Regions from separate parts of the Sus scrofa genome. Here all the other regions are linked to region 3. A link is a contact called in public Hi-C and HiChIP or PLAC-seq data. All regions are on one chromosome and are shown on one strand. Each heading gives the region's core, a stretch centred on a gene start, on an enhancer-like site or on the middle of the called end of the contact. The rest is flanking DNA. Distances are from core to core; before and after follow the strand shown.

Evidence for each region. Hi-C and Micro-C count contacts between places; a contact is called where the count stands out from the background. HiChIP or PLAC-seq counts read pairs in DNA pulled down with a chosen protein or histone mark.
Region 1: a contact with region 3 is called in an H3K27ac HiChIP or PLAC-seq map of alveolar macrophages. The contact joins two enhancer-like sites. A contact is called at or near these places in 1 of 47 Hi-C or Micro-C datasets (heart right ventricle) and 1 of 2 datasets of contacts at active chromatin or transcription factors (alveolar macrophages).
Region 2: a contact with region 3 is called in a Hi-C map of liver, with 3 times the contacts expected there. The contact joins two enhancer-like sites.

Annotation. Positions count from the first base shown.
Region 1 is chr5:68,256,634-68,260,472 of Sscrofa11.1, forward strand. The region is part of intron 2 of ERC1 (ELKS/Rab6-interacting/CAST family member 1); the gene reads left to right. Among named protein-coding and RNA genes, the nearest start is that of ERC1, 35 kb to the left of the region's middle. Within about 2 kb of position 2,323, at least 3 of the 83 cell types and tissues checked have an H3K27ac peak or open chromatin away from gene starts, as enhancers often do. A contact at or near this core is called in alveolar macrophages, where this site is marked.
Region 2 is chr5:69,081,639-69,085,880 of Sscrofa11.1, forward strand. The region is part of intron 4 of CACNA1C (voltage-dependent L-type calcium channel subunit alpha-1C); the gene reads left to right. Among named protein-coding and RNA genes, the nearest start is that of CACNA1C, 67 kb to the left of the region's middle. Within about 2 kb of position 1,388, at least 11 of the 83 cell types and tissues checked have an H3K27ac peak or open chromatin away from gene starts, as enhancers often do. A contact at or near this core is called in liver, where this site is marked.
Region 3 is chr5:68,738,549-68,742,689 of Sscrofa11.1, forward strand. No RefSeq gene overlaps it. Among named protein-coding and RNA genes, the nearest start is that of ADIPOR2, 42 kb to the right of the region's middle. Within about 2 kb of position 1,648, at least 21 of the 83 cell types and tissues checked have an H3K27ac peak or open chromatin away from gene starts, as enhancers often do. A contact at or near this core is called in alveolar macrophages and liver, where this site is marked.

The DNA of each region.
Region 1 (3,839 bases), core at 1,073-3,572, 480 kb before region 3:
CAGTGATAGAATTTGTTTTATGGGTTTGCTAATTTACAGAATCTTTGCAGTGAGCAGTCTAAATATGAGTTGGAAAACCCATTTAAAAAAAATTCTTTTGTCTAGGAGAAACCAGAAAATGAACTTATAGTTTTTAGTTACATTAATACTGATCAAGAGATGTCATAGTTCCATTTTACTATTTAAAATCATGCTTGCAACTTGATATTGTTTTAACAGTTATCATTTTAATCAATTAATATGGGCACTCAGTTTGCCCAGAATAGTGTAAAACATTGGAAACCGTGCTTTATAACAAGTGGTTGGGGGAATTCTAAAGAAAAGACTTGTGACGTTTTAGATGTACTCTGTGTTTTCAGTAGGCCACCATGAAGAAGGAAGTTTTTTTGCCTTTCTTTCTTTTTTGGTATTTTTTTTAGAAGGCCAGTACTGCAAAAATGAGTACAAACATGAAGGTTTAGATTCTGGCTCCATGGAGGAATGTATTTTCTAACAAAGCTCTGTTTGATGAAAGAGTCAGTTTCATGGTATAGGCTTGACCATGGCTAGAACTGGCTCCTAGGAGGCCAAATTGCTTCTGGCAGCCTCTGTAGGTGCTTCAGGTCTTTCAGCTCTGCAGAATCCCCCAAGTGATTTGGAGTAAAGCAGCACTTCATGGGGAACCATTTGAGAATTACCTGTCCTCCCACCCTATTTTATCACTCCCTGCCTCTTTCCCTTTATGATAGATAGCTTTATCGAGGTATAATTTAATTCAGCCTTTAAAAGTGTATCACTTTTTTCATTCTTAATCTGACTTATTCAAAGAAGAATTTGAGGAAAGCTAACAGAAAGTGGCCCTAGGGAGTTCTTGAACAAGGGAAAGAATGACAACCAAAAAAATTGTTTAGGAGCAGGTTTTACTGCTCCTCAGCAGAGAGGATTGCTGGAAGGCAGGCAGGGAAAACAGATGAGTTTGTTGTAGAAAGCCTGGATTCATTTAGGTACTAGGAATGGAGAAGAAGGTGCACATCCATGAGACCTTTTCAAAGAAGTATTTAGATAATAGACTATGACGGCAAGAACCATGGTATTGTGATTGAGGAAATGTTTTTGCCGTTGATGATAAATGGATAGAGATTAGAAGTGAAACTAGATTTAGGCTAGGAAGCGATGAATTTAGTTTTAATTTGAGAAGTTTTTCATAAGCATTTGGAAATCAGAGACTAATGCCTGTGACCTTAGGTACATGCACACGGATGTTATTACATGTATGCTTTTTGACATTGGAAGCTTTACTGATCTAGTTAATTCAGTATCACTAGCTACATATCTCTGCTTACGGGAGTAAGGAATGGCAAGAGAGGGAAAAGCCATTAAATGGTACATGTTTTATATGTGTTTTCTCACCCAGCTGTTTTTGTTTTGGTCTTCTGCCTTTGTTGTATTTTTCTCTGAAGATAGATAACTCAAGTGATTCTCTTGATTATTGAAAGTCAGCATTCATCTAGAAAGGTTAGTGTTTGTATTCCTGTGATGGATGAAGTTCTGCTAGTAGATGTCCTTTATTTTTAGTTAACAAGTTCATTGAAGTCAAGTATATCTGCATGATGAATTTGGAGTAAATTTGTCAAGAAGGGAAATAATGTGGAAATGTGCCTTCAGCAAAGAAATGATTAACTTTGTATTAAAATGTTATGACCCAACATAGTGTCCATGAGAATGTGGGTTTGGTCCCTGGCCTCGATCAGTGGGTTAAAGATCCGGTGTTGCCTGCCCCCATAGCATGTGGAAGTTCCTGGGCCCAGGAATTGAACTTGTGCAACAGCAGTGACTTGAGCCACTGCAGTGACAATGCTGGATTTTTAACCCACTCAGTCACATAGGAACTCCTGTCTTGCACTTTGAATAGATCTTTAAAAGTAGAGGATATATGGTAATAATACATATGCCTTCTGCTTTTGTAACATTGCAAAACATTGGTCATTTGGAAACTATCAGTTCTTTGAGTTATGCAAGTCTTCTAGATGTTGACACATTGCATTAGACAGATTAAAAAATATTCATTAATATCATTTCCTATCTCATCAGAAAAGTCTAATAAGTATTAGTAAACTGTCAGGTTCACCAGGCAGGAGATACAAGTTTTCCAAAATTCTGAGTTTTGTTTGAAACATCAGATTTTCTCATTGGCAAGAAATAGTGCCAGTTATTGTCTCTGAGTTGATAGGTTTGTTTCATAAAATTTTTTTTTTTTTTTTTTTTTTGCACATCCGTGGCATGTGGAAGTTCCCAGACCAGGGATCCAGTTCATGCCATAGCAGTGACTCAAGCTGCTGTTGTGACAATGCCAGATCCTTAACCTGCTGTGCCACAAGGCAGATGCTCTTTTATTAATTCTTGAGAATTTAGCCATATACCTGAGTCTGAATAATCATTGGTTCTGAGTTTAGTCTTTTAAATTAAAATGCTGCTCATTGACGCAGGCATTATGTTACAGTGTGCAGCAGAAGTGCCTTAAGCTTCTTTGAGAAAGAGAGACCTGAATGATATGACTCTAGGGGAAAATGTTCCAGGCAGAAGGGACTACCAGTCTAAAGGCCTTACTGGGATTTTCTGACTCTGGTCAGAGGTTGCCACTAAGGGTTTCAACTAGTTTATTCTTCTTTTCTTTTTTAGGACCACACCCAAGGCATAAGAAATTTCCTAGGCCAGGGGTCAAATCAGTGCTGAAGCTGCTGGCCTACACCACAGCCACAGCAACATGGGATCCGAGCTGTGTCTGCGACCTACACCACAGCAACGCTGAATCCTTAACCCACTGAGTGAGGCCAGGGATCAAACCCGAATCCTCATGGATACTTGCTAGTTTATTCTTTAACCTCTTATCTGTTCAGTGTTATAATAAAACATTGTGGTCTTTGACATTAAGGCTTTTGCTTCTTGGCCACAGTTAAGGAAATTATACTATTTCTTTAGTAGTAGTAAATAATAAATCTAATAAGCTGAAATTCAGCCTAAACAATATTAAATAATAGAAAACTTCACTGTTCTAGAAAGCTGGAAAGGTACTTCTTCAAAGTTTTGGAATGGGTTTATCCATGTGCACTGAGTGAAAAATTCCTGCTTTAAGATCTGTTGTTAACAGTTTTGGTTGTGCAGTCTCAGATATTAACTGTGTGTAGAGATGCCACTCTCTCTCACAAGCTGTGAAAGTGTTTCTCCATTTAAACACTACTTTCAGTGTTTACTATTTAATATATTGTTGATTTAACAAATATTGAGCACCTCCTTTGTACCATTATATTTTTCTGGTGAACTGCTCTAACTGAAAAATAAAGCTGAAAGCAATGTAAAAACTTTATAAGGTGGTAAGTTTGCTTTCTTGAATTTTTGGACTTCTGAATCAACATTAACCTTAAAGTGTCTCAGTGATTTAGAGGATCTGTGTAAAGAACTCATACATTTTCTCCTGGATTGTTCTTTTTACACTGTATCTTATTTTTTAGGGTAAGATGGATATGAGGATAGTAGACTTTTAAAAATATACAGTAACCCATAGTAGAAACATCATAACATAGTAGAGAGCAAGCTGAAAAAGGTCAAAAGATCCAGTGTTTTCTTGTTGCTGTTTGTTGATTGTTGATTATGGTATGGATATATTTCTGTGCTTAGAGGGGTTCCTTGGGTGGGTTATCTTAGCCAATAGTTACAATTGGCTAACCAGGAAATGTCTGCTAATTGAATGTTTCATGGTAAGGATTTCTCTTTGGTCATTTACCCAGTTTTTACTATGAAGAAATTAAAAAAGGACATATTGGTCAATTTTTTATTGTAATTGCCATTTTTAATTTTGTTTG
Region 2 (4,242 bases), core at 138-2,637, 340 kb after region 3:
CCAGATGAACCATTTTGGGAACTTCACCCCAAGCACGTGGGTTTCCCTGCTTTCCTTTCTGGGTGCTAGGATCACCCGTGTCGGTCTCCCAGGTCCCCGTGGGAAGCAATGTGCCCTCAGCGCATCTGGGACCGTTTAGGAAGATGCGGGGGTGGGAGGGCGGTCCATGGGGGCAACTTCTAAAGCTTCTTTGTTGCTTCTGTGTTCACCTGCACACATACACACTTGCACTTATAGAAAAACGGTCAAAGCTTTCAGAACTTTCTGAAGGAATTCACATGAGAAAGTCATAAAGAAATCTCTGAAGTGCCCTCCGAGTAGGGACGGAGGAGGAAAACAGCCTAAACAGATCACAGCGCAGCAGAGCCATCATCCCCGCAACCCCAGAAATCTGATAAATCTCTCGTGAAGTGAACTCCCTCCTGCGTGACAGTCTGTCTGGAGCTGTCAGCTCTGCCTTCGTATTAAAATACTGTGTTGAAAGGACCTGCCACGGAGATATTGATCTCACTCACAGGCCAGGGGCCTTGGATCTTGTCTTCTAGCTGCCACTCACAGACCCGTGTGTTAACCCCACCATTCACGTTTCATATTTAGCCAGATCTCTATGGCAAGGCTGGGGCCCTGATTTTTGGGAACACATCCTGTCAGGGGGTCTGAGTCCCACCTTCCTTGGTCAGACTGATAATGGCTGCGTGGTTGTAGTTCTGCAGCAGGTGTCTGTGCCAGGGACTCTGCTGTTTCCAGCTCTAGTCTGCAAACGGGAGAGCAGGTGTAGGGGAAGGTGACCTGGCCCAGGTCATGGGGAACCACGTTCCATGTGACTCTGCTTATTCTTTTCCAGCCCGCAAAACATTTGCCACCATGCCCAGCCCAGGTATGTTACCAAGGAGCCAGGGGCAGGGTGGTCTGGGTCTGAGACCAGGGGCGAGATGGCTGCAGCCCGTGTGTGACTTGAAGCTGCCTCCGGGCAGGCTGTGTCCATGGGCCTTACTGCTTGTCATCCCCTCTGGCCGGCTCTGAAAAATGTTCTTGGCCTTTCCAGTGGACGTGCCACAGAGGACTTGATTTTTCCCGGGGTCCCTTGGGAAATGATGCTATGCATATGGGAAGATGTGGTCTTGGCGGCCACCCGGGCGGTGGCAGAAACCTTGCCAGATGACATGTGGGGCTTCTGTGGAATTAACGCAGAAACTGATGAGTCTGCAGGGCCTGAGAGCTGACAAGGGACGTTTGAATGTCTGAGGTGAGGAAGAAAGGGCGGCTCTGACCCGTTTTGGGATTGTGTGCTTTGTGCTTGTAACCCTTCAGAAACACTCAGACAAACGCTCATGCTCAGAAGCCTGCTGGGCCGATGTGCGTCCGTTCCAGGCTCCAAGCCAGGGGAAGGAGAAAGGCAGGGCAAACAGCACGGGAACACCGTGGCCCTTCCTCCTGGACTCACTTGAAAAGCCAGGACCTATGTCACGTTTCGAGTGCAAGAATTTTCTCTACTGATGGCTTTTGGAAAACAGGAGCCTAGGAGATGCCCAGCTGTGGGAATCTTCTAGTAGCGAGAGCAGGCTGTTGCTTTTCCTGGTTTTCAACAGTATCTTAATTTTCCTATTTATGAACCATCCACTGCACTGGAAACTTTCTTGGCCCTCTTCAGGAAGGGTTGGTAGCCTGAGCGCAGGGGAGAGGCTTGTGTCAGCCGAGGGCAGCTGGCGGGGCCTGGACTTGGGCGGCACATTCCGCTGGGCAGGTGCAGGGTCCAGGCTGGGGCCTGGGAGGAGGAGATGTGGGCACAGCCAGTGGCTCAGGACCCTGAGGGCACCAGAGCACCTTTCCAAGTCAAGACGAGACTGTCGGCAGGAGGCTGTCTAAGGACCCAGGCTGGGTCAACCGGGGATGGGGTCTCGGGCACAGAGAGCACATGGCAGGGGCAGGGACCAGGACCAGGCAGGAGGGTGGGCAGAAGATAAGGGGCTGGCACCTCCTATCAGCAGGGGTTTCCTGTGCTGCTGGGGGGGCCGGCCCTCAGTCCTGCGTTCGGCTGCCGGGATCCTGCAGGTTGAGTTGGGTTCTGGCGGGAGCATAAGAGCAGGACCGGGTCTCCGCCTTGGTCTTTAGAGGAGCCACTGCTTGGGAGAGCAAGTGTTCAGTAACTGACTGACCAACAGGACTTGACCCACCTCCACCCCCGGGGATGGAGCAGAGCGAGGAATCCCCACCTCCTGTTCCCACGGTGACATCCTGCCCCTGGTGACGCCCAAGCTGCGCTCCCAGGCCCACAGCCCACCTTCCGTGGACCATGCATGCATGTCGGGGGTGGGGGGTGGTTCAGACAAACGAGGGCCAGATGTCACCAGTGACAGAAAAGACCCTGTCATGCAACATCCTTTCTCCCTGTTGTCCATCCCTGGAGCCTGCAGGACAGTGTCTTTCTTGGGAGGTGAGGTTGGGGCTGGGTTCTGGCGAACAGGATGCTGGCACCCCCCTCCCTGCCTCCTGCTGCTGTGAACGCCCTCCTGAAGAAGAGAACAAAGCATGGCCCGAGGGACGGCAGGGCTACAGTGAGGGGCGCTGGTGTCAGCTCCCCCACCAGCCTGGCCCCCTCCGGGGAGCTGGTCAGCCACTCCCAAGAGAGCACAGTTATTTTGGTCTCTGTCCCTGCAGCTGGATTTATAATTCAGGCTATTCCTTGCTTGTTGGGAACATTGATTCTAAAAAAAATAAAAGATAGCAGTTGGATAAGAAGGCCAAGACCAAGCGACACGAAGAAGAAAGGTTACTAGAACAGGGAGCTGTTTCACGTGGAGGACAGTGCCTGGAGAAAGGGTGGGATCCCCCCACCCCCGCCCCCAGCTCCAGACGCTGGTCCCACAGCCCTTTGTGCTCGGTGACACGAGGGCTGTCGTCCAGCCGGATTCTCACAGTGCTGGGAAGTGACAGACACAGTCAGACTGGGAGGCGGGAGAAGAAGGTGCTGGAGTTAATTCCAGAAGAACCAGCTTAGGGTCCAGCTGCCCTTCCCGGTCAGCGTGGCACAGACGGCAGAGGGAAGGCCAGAGACAGCCTCCCTCTGGTCTAACTTTAATCGTGAGTTTTCGTGTCCAGTGAGTCAACGGAGCACTTGGCTCGCCGTTTCATCCTCAAACTGCCTCTTGCCGTTTGCCTGAGGATCTGGCCCTTCCTCCTGAGAGGAATGAAAGATAGCGCTCAGCTCATCGGAGGCAAGTATTCTGCTTGCATAACTCTCCATTTTAGGATGGTGTCTCCTCTTTTAAAAAAATGGCGGTGAAATGTACCTAACATAAAATTGACCATTCGAACCATCTGGAAGTGTCCGCACAGCTCCGAGGCATTAAGTCCATTCACATTGTTGTGCAGCCGACAGCAGCAACACCTCCAGGACTCGGTCGTCTCCCCAGATTGAGACTCTGTCCCCAGTAAACACTGAGTCCCGGCACCCACCCTTCTCTTTCTTGTCTCTGAATCTGGCTCCTCCTGTTCCTCTCAGGGGAAAGCACACAGCGCTGGTCCTTCTGTGGCTGGAGGCCCCTGGACGGAGGTTGGGGAGAAGTGGCGGGGGCCCCAGCCAGGAGGGACTGGGGTCTGTGATCTCTGGGGATGTGCAGACCCTACGCTGTAGCTCTGCTTTCCCTCTGGGCGGGGAGGTAGCCCTGGGCTGAAGTGTCCTCCCCCATCTCACATCCCTTCCCTGGGGAGGAGGGGACTGGTACCCGCCTTCTCGTGTGCAGCCGTGGACCATGAGTAAGACAGCCGGAATGTGCCTGGCAGAATATGCAGTGTTAACTGTCTCAGAAGAGCTGAATAATCACAGAGCCCCTTCAAGCTCCACCACTTCTGTGGCCCTCTCAGCATCCTCGGATGTGCCCTGCCTCCCTCAGTACAGGGTGGAAGTTCTCTTACATCCTCTGCCTTCTCCGCAGGGACATTCCTGAGGTCTCTTCTCCGACCAGGGAGAGGGGAGATTTCCCACATAAACTCCAACAGGCTTTTCCAGAGGGTTTCCCCGTGATCCTCCATCCGAGAAACTTGGGTTCTTTCTTTCTGATAGCTGGAGGCTTGGTCACCTCCCTCCGTGACAGGCCTGAAGCTGAGATGGCCCCCTGCCTGGGGCATGGGCGGGGCTGGTTGGCAGGGGCAGCGCTGGGGCCTGAGATTGTGTGGCTGGGCAAGCAGGTGGCCAGGGTGGGTGGGATGCCCCTGGAGTGATGCTGGCATCTCTGCCGAGGG
Region 3 (4,141 bases), core at 398-2,897:
GGCCCCACCAGCAGCCTGAGGAAATCCTGGGCCAGGGATTGAACCCTTGCCACAGCACCCACCTGTGCCTGATCCCCAACCTATTGAGCCACACGGAAACTCCTGTTTTACTTATTTTTTTAAAGGTTGAGTGTGGAATAAAGATGAGGGGAGTGCCTAGTCTGGCCAGCATGCCAGATGTGGGTGACAACAGTGGAGCTCAGGCCGGGAAGTGGCATGGGTTAGCCCTTGCTCTTAAGTAGCCGAATTCTCTGCATGTTTGAAGGTCATCACTGCCGAGGTGGGAATAACTCTAGCTACCATGTGGAGGCCTTACTGTACCAGCTGCTTTGCATGTATTGTATATAATTCTCTCAGTACCTCTGCAAGGTAGGCATTACCATCCACAAGTTACAGGTGGGAAAACAAGATTCAGAGAGGTCGAGTAACATCCTCTGACTCACACAGCTGCTAATTGACGCTGACCGACTCCAAGCTCCTTCTGGTTCCTCAGCGGATGTCTGGGTAATCACAGGATGTAGTCACCTGCAACAGAGGTGTGTGTTTCCTTGTGAGCCTCAGGTGTGTACAGTAATCTTCCCCCATCTTGCCACTGTGAATTTGAACAAGAAGGGTGAGTCAGGAAACTTCTGATAGGGGCATACAGCTGAAGGAACTTGGCCGTCCTGAATCTAAGGTGAGAGATCAAGGCGTGCAGAGCCAAGGACACAGATTTGCACAGAGTGAAGAAAGGGCATCTGGTGTACATGTTGAAACAGAGAGGGGATGGGGAAGCCTTGAGTCGGGCGCTGTGAGGCCGGGATGGCAGAACTAGCTCCGTAATTCTCAGCCTGTGTGAATTACAGAGAGAGGCCCCATGGTGGGTTCATTTTACATAAAACGGTTGGGTTCCTTTTGCTTGTTTGTTTTGTTTTTGATTATCTGAAAATTTTAATTTGTTCTGGCAATGTAACTAACACAGCATAAGGAGTTAAGCCCTCGGGCCAGGCAGGACCGTGGCCCCTGGAGGGTGGGGGGTGGCAGGAGGAGGGAGAGGCCTGAACTGAGGTAACCCAGGGAAGGTTGTAGGGGTGGGAGCCAGGAGATGGGTTGGGAGGTTGCCTGCCCAGCCTTAACCCACTGCATAGAAAGTAAAAGAGGAGTCCCTTTTGTGGCCTAGCGGAAATGAACCTGACTAGTATCCATGAGGATGCGGGTTCGATCCCTGCCTTTGATCAGTGGGTTAAGGACCCAGCATTGCCATGAGCTGTGGAGTAGGTTGCAGACTTGGCTTGGATCCGGTGTTGCTGTACCTGTGGCCAAAAAACAAAAAAAGAAAGAAAAGAAAAAATGGAGGGAGTTCCCTGGTGGCCTAGTGGTTAAAGGACCCGGTATTGTTACTGCTGTGGCGTGGGTGTGATCCCTGCCCTGGAAACTTCCGCATGCTTTGGGTGCAGCCAAGAAAATAAAAAGCACCCTTCCCTTCAGTCACCAGGGAGAGGCCTGAGGGAAGGGGACAGGTTGCTGACTGCTTGTCCCTCTGTGAACACACAGGATCTGAGTTCAGAAGACAAGAATTCAGCTGGTGGGAGAATGAGGGTGGGGAGAGGAGGTCACCCATCTCCTGGGTCCATGAATGGGACCCTGGCCTTGGACATCAGCCCCAGGGCCAGAGTGTGTCTCTTCTGTAGATGTCGCCCCAGCTCCCAGGACCGGAATGTCAGCTTTCCTGCCCTCCAGTCTGTCTTGACTGCTGGATCCCCTTGTGTCCGCAAAGCCTCAAAGCAGTAAGGCCACCAGTCTGTACCAGGAGGGCGGGACTGTGTCCTCAGGGGGGCCCAAGGCCACAGCAGAGAACACCTTCCTCCCTTGGCTCAGCCCAGCCTGGTGCCGGGACGTGCTGGTGGCCCTGCTCACAGAGGGGCTGCGGTGGTAGGGAAGGGTCCCAGGACCTCAGCTTGCAAACTGGAAGGTGTTTCCTGAGAGGCAGGTCTCTACTCAGGGTGGGGTTTCTGTTGGTCCTTTTGGGCTGCCCTGAATAGTATGGATTACGCATACTCTAGTTTATCTGGGAAAATGCCTTCCAGTTCTAAACAAAGTATTTAGGAATTCTTTCTGAGAACAATGCCCATTCATAAGATGGGGACATTGTGTTCTGGTGACTCTCGGCTGGAAGAGGGAGGTGACTGGGGTGTCACCCCTACAAAGCTGGCTGTGCTTAGAAACCCAAGTCCCAGTGTTTGCTCAAAATATGAGCATGCAGGGTGACTGGTCCGAAGAACCTGCCCTGCGTGACAGTCACATGTCCTGCCCATGTGCCATGTCCTTCACTCTGAGCTAAACAATCTTGGGAAACTGTGTCCTCTGCAAAGTTCACTGTACACAACTTCAGACACTGTCCAGGCCAGAAAGGCTAAGAAAAATCTTCTCTCTCAGAACACCTACTGTTTCTGCTTATCTTTTAACAAAAGAGGGGCAAGGAAATTGTTTGGAAATCTGAACACTGAGGTGTTTTTTTTGTTTTGTTTTGTTTTTTGTATTTTTTCATGTAAAGAAGTGGGTTCTTTCTTTCTTTCTTTCTTTCTTTCTTTCTTTCTCTCTTTTTCATTTTTGAAATGTAATTGACACACAGTGCTCTGTAAGTTTTAGGGCAACGGCATGGCGACCTGTCTCGCACATATTGTGAGATGATGACCACAGTGAGTTTAGTTAAATCCATCACCCTATAGAGATTTAAAAGATTTTCCTCCTTGTGAAGGGAACACTTAGAACCTACTCTCTCTCTCTTTTTGGCCAGGCCCCACAGCATGTGGAAGTCCTCAGGCTGGGGATCACTGCACCACAGCATCAACTCAAGCCACAGCAGTGACAATGCTGGATCCTTAACTCACCGAGCCACCAGAAAACTCCTAGGATCTACTCTCTTAGCAACTTTCAAATACTCCATATGGCATCAAGTTCACTTCATTTTTGTTTCTTCTCTTTCCCTTTTACTGTGAGAAGCCTAACTCCCATGGGAGTATTTTAAGGAGCTAAAAAGAATGAGAAAGAAGTGAAAAGTCACCACGGCCCTAGCTCCCCTGTGCCAGCACCCCCTGCAATGGCCTTAGGGTTAGGTCAGACCAGGGCCCAAGTGGTCTCAGCAGCCCAGGTTGTGCTGGGCACCCCAAGGTTGTAAGAGGTCACAACAGTAGTGCCAGTACTTGGTGCAATTTTAGGACAGCCTATAAATACACACCAGGGCAAAGTGAATTCCAGGCCACCCAGAACGTTTGGTTGTGCTGAACCTCCATGGTTCACCTGGATTAACTCTGAGTGACCTCCAGCTGTTGATCTGACCCTAAACCCAGAAACATGAGGTATAATTGGGGTTACAATGATAGCAGATTAATTCTGGCATTTAGAGGAAACTGGAAGATAGGAGAGAAAGAGAAAGAAGCAAAAGCGATGAGTATCATCACTTTTTTTGGGGGGCCGCACCCTTGGCATATGGACATTCCCAGGCTAGGGGTGGAATCAGAGCTACAGTTGCTGGCCTACACCACAGCCACAGCAACACGGGATCTGAGCCGCATCTGTCCTATACCACAGCTCATGGCAACTCCAGATCCTGACCCACAGAGAGAGGCCAGGGATTGAACCCACATCCTCATGGATACTAGCCAGATTAGTTTCTGCTGTGCCACAGTGGGAACTCCCAGTATCACACTTTAAAGCCCTACTAAAGATGCACAGGAGAGTTCCCGTCGTGGTTCAGTGGTTAACGAATCTGACTAGGAACCATGAGGTTGCGGGTTCGATCCCTGGCCTTGCTCAGTGGGTTAAGGATCTGGTGTTGCCATGAGCTGGGGTGTAGGTCGAAGATGTGGCTTGGATCCCATGTTGCTGTGGCTGTGGTGTAGGCTGGCAGCTGTAGCTCCTATTTGACCCCTAGCCTTGGAACTTCCACATGCCTTGGGAGTGGCCCTAGAAAGCAAAAAATCACACAAAATGATACTGTGTGTTTTTCACAGATATACATATGTATGTATGTGAAAGTAACAAAATTACTGAAAGGATTAGCAAATTCTTGACAGTGCTCAGCTCTGGGGAGGGGAGGTGGGGTACAGGATTGCCTGTGAAGGTCACAGAAAATTTCAACTTTATCTGTAACATTTCTTTT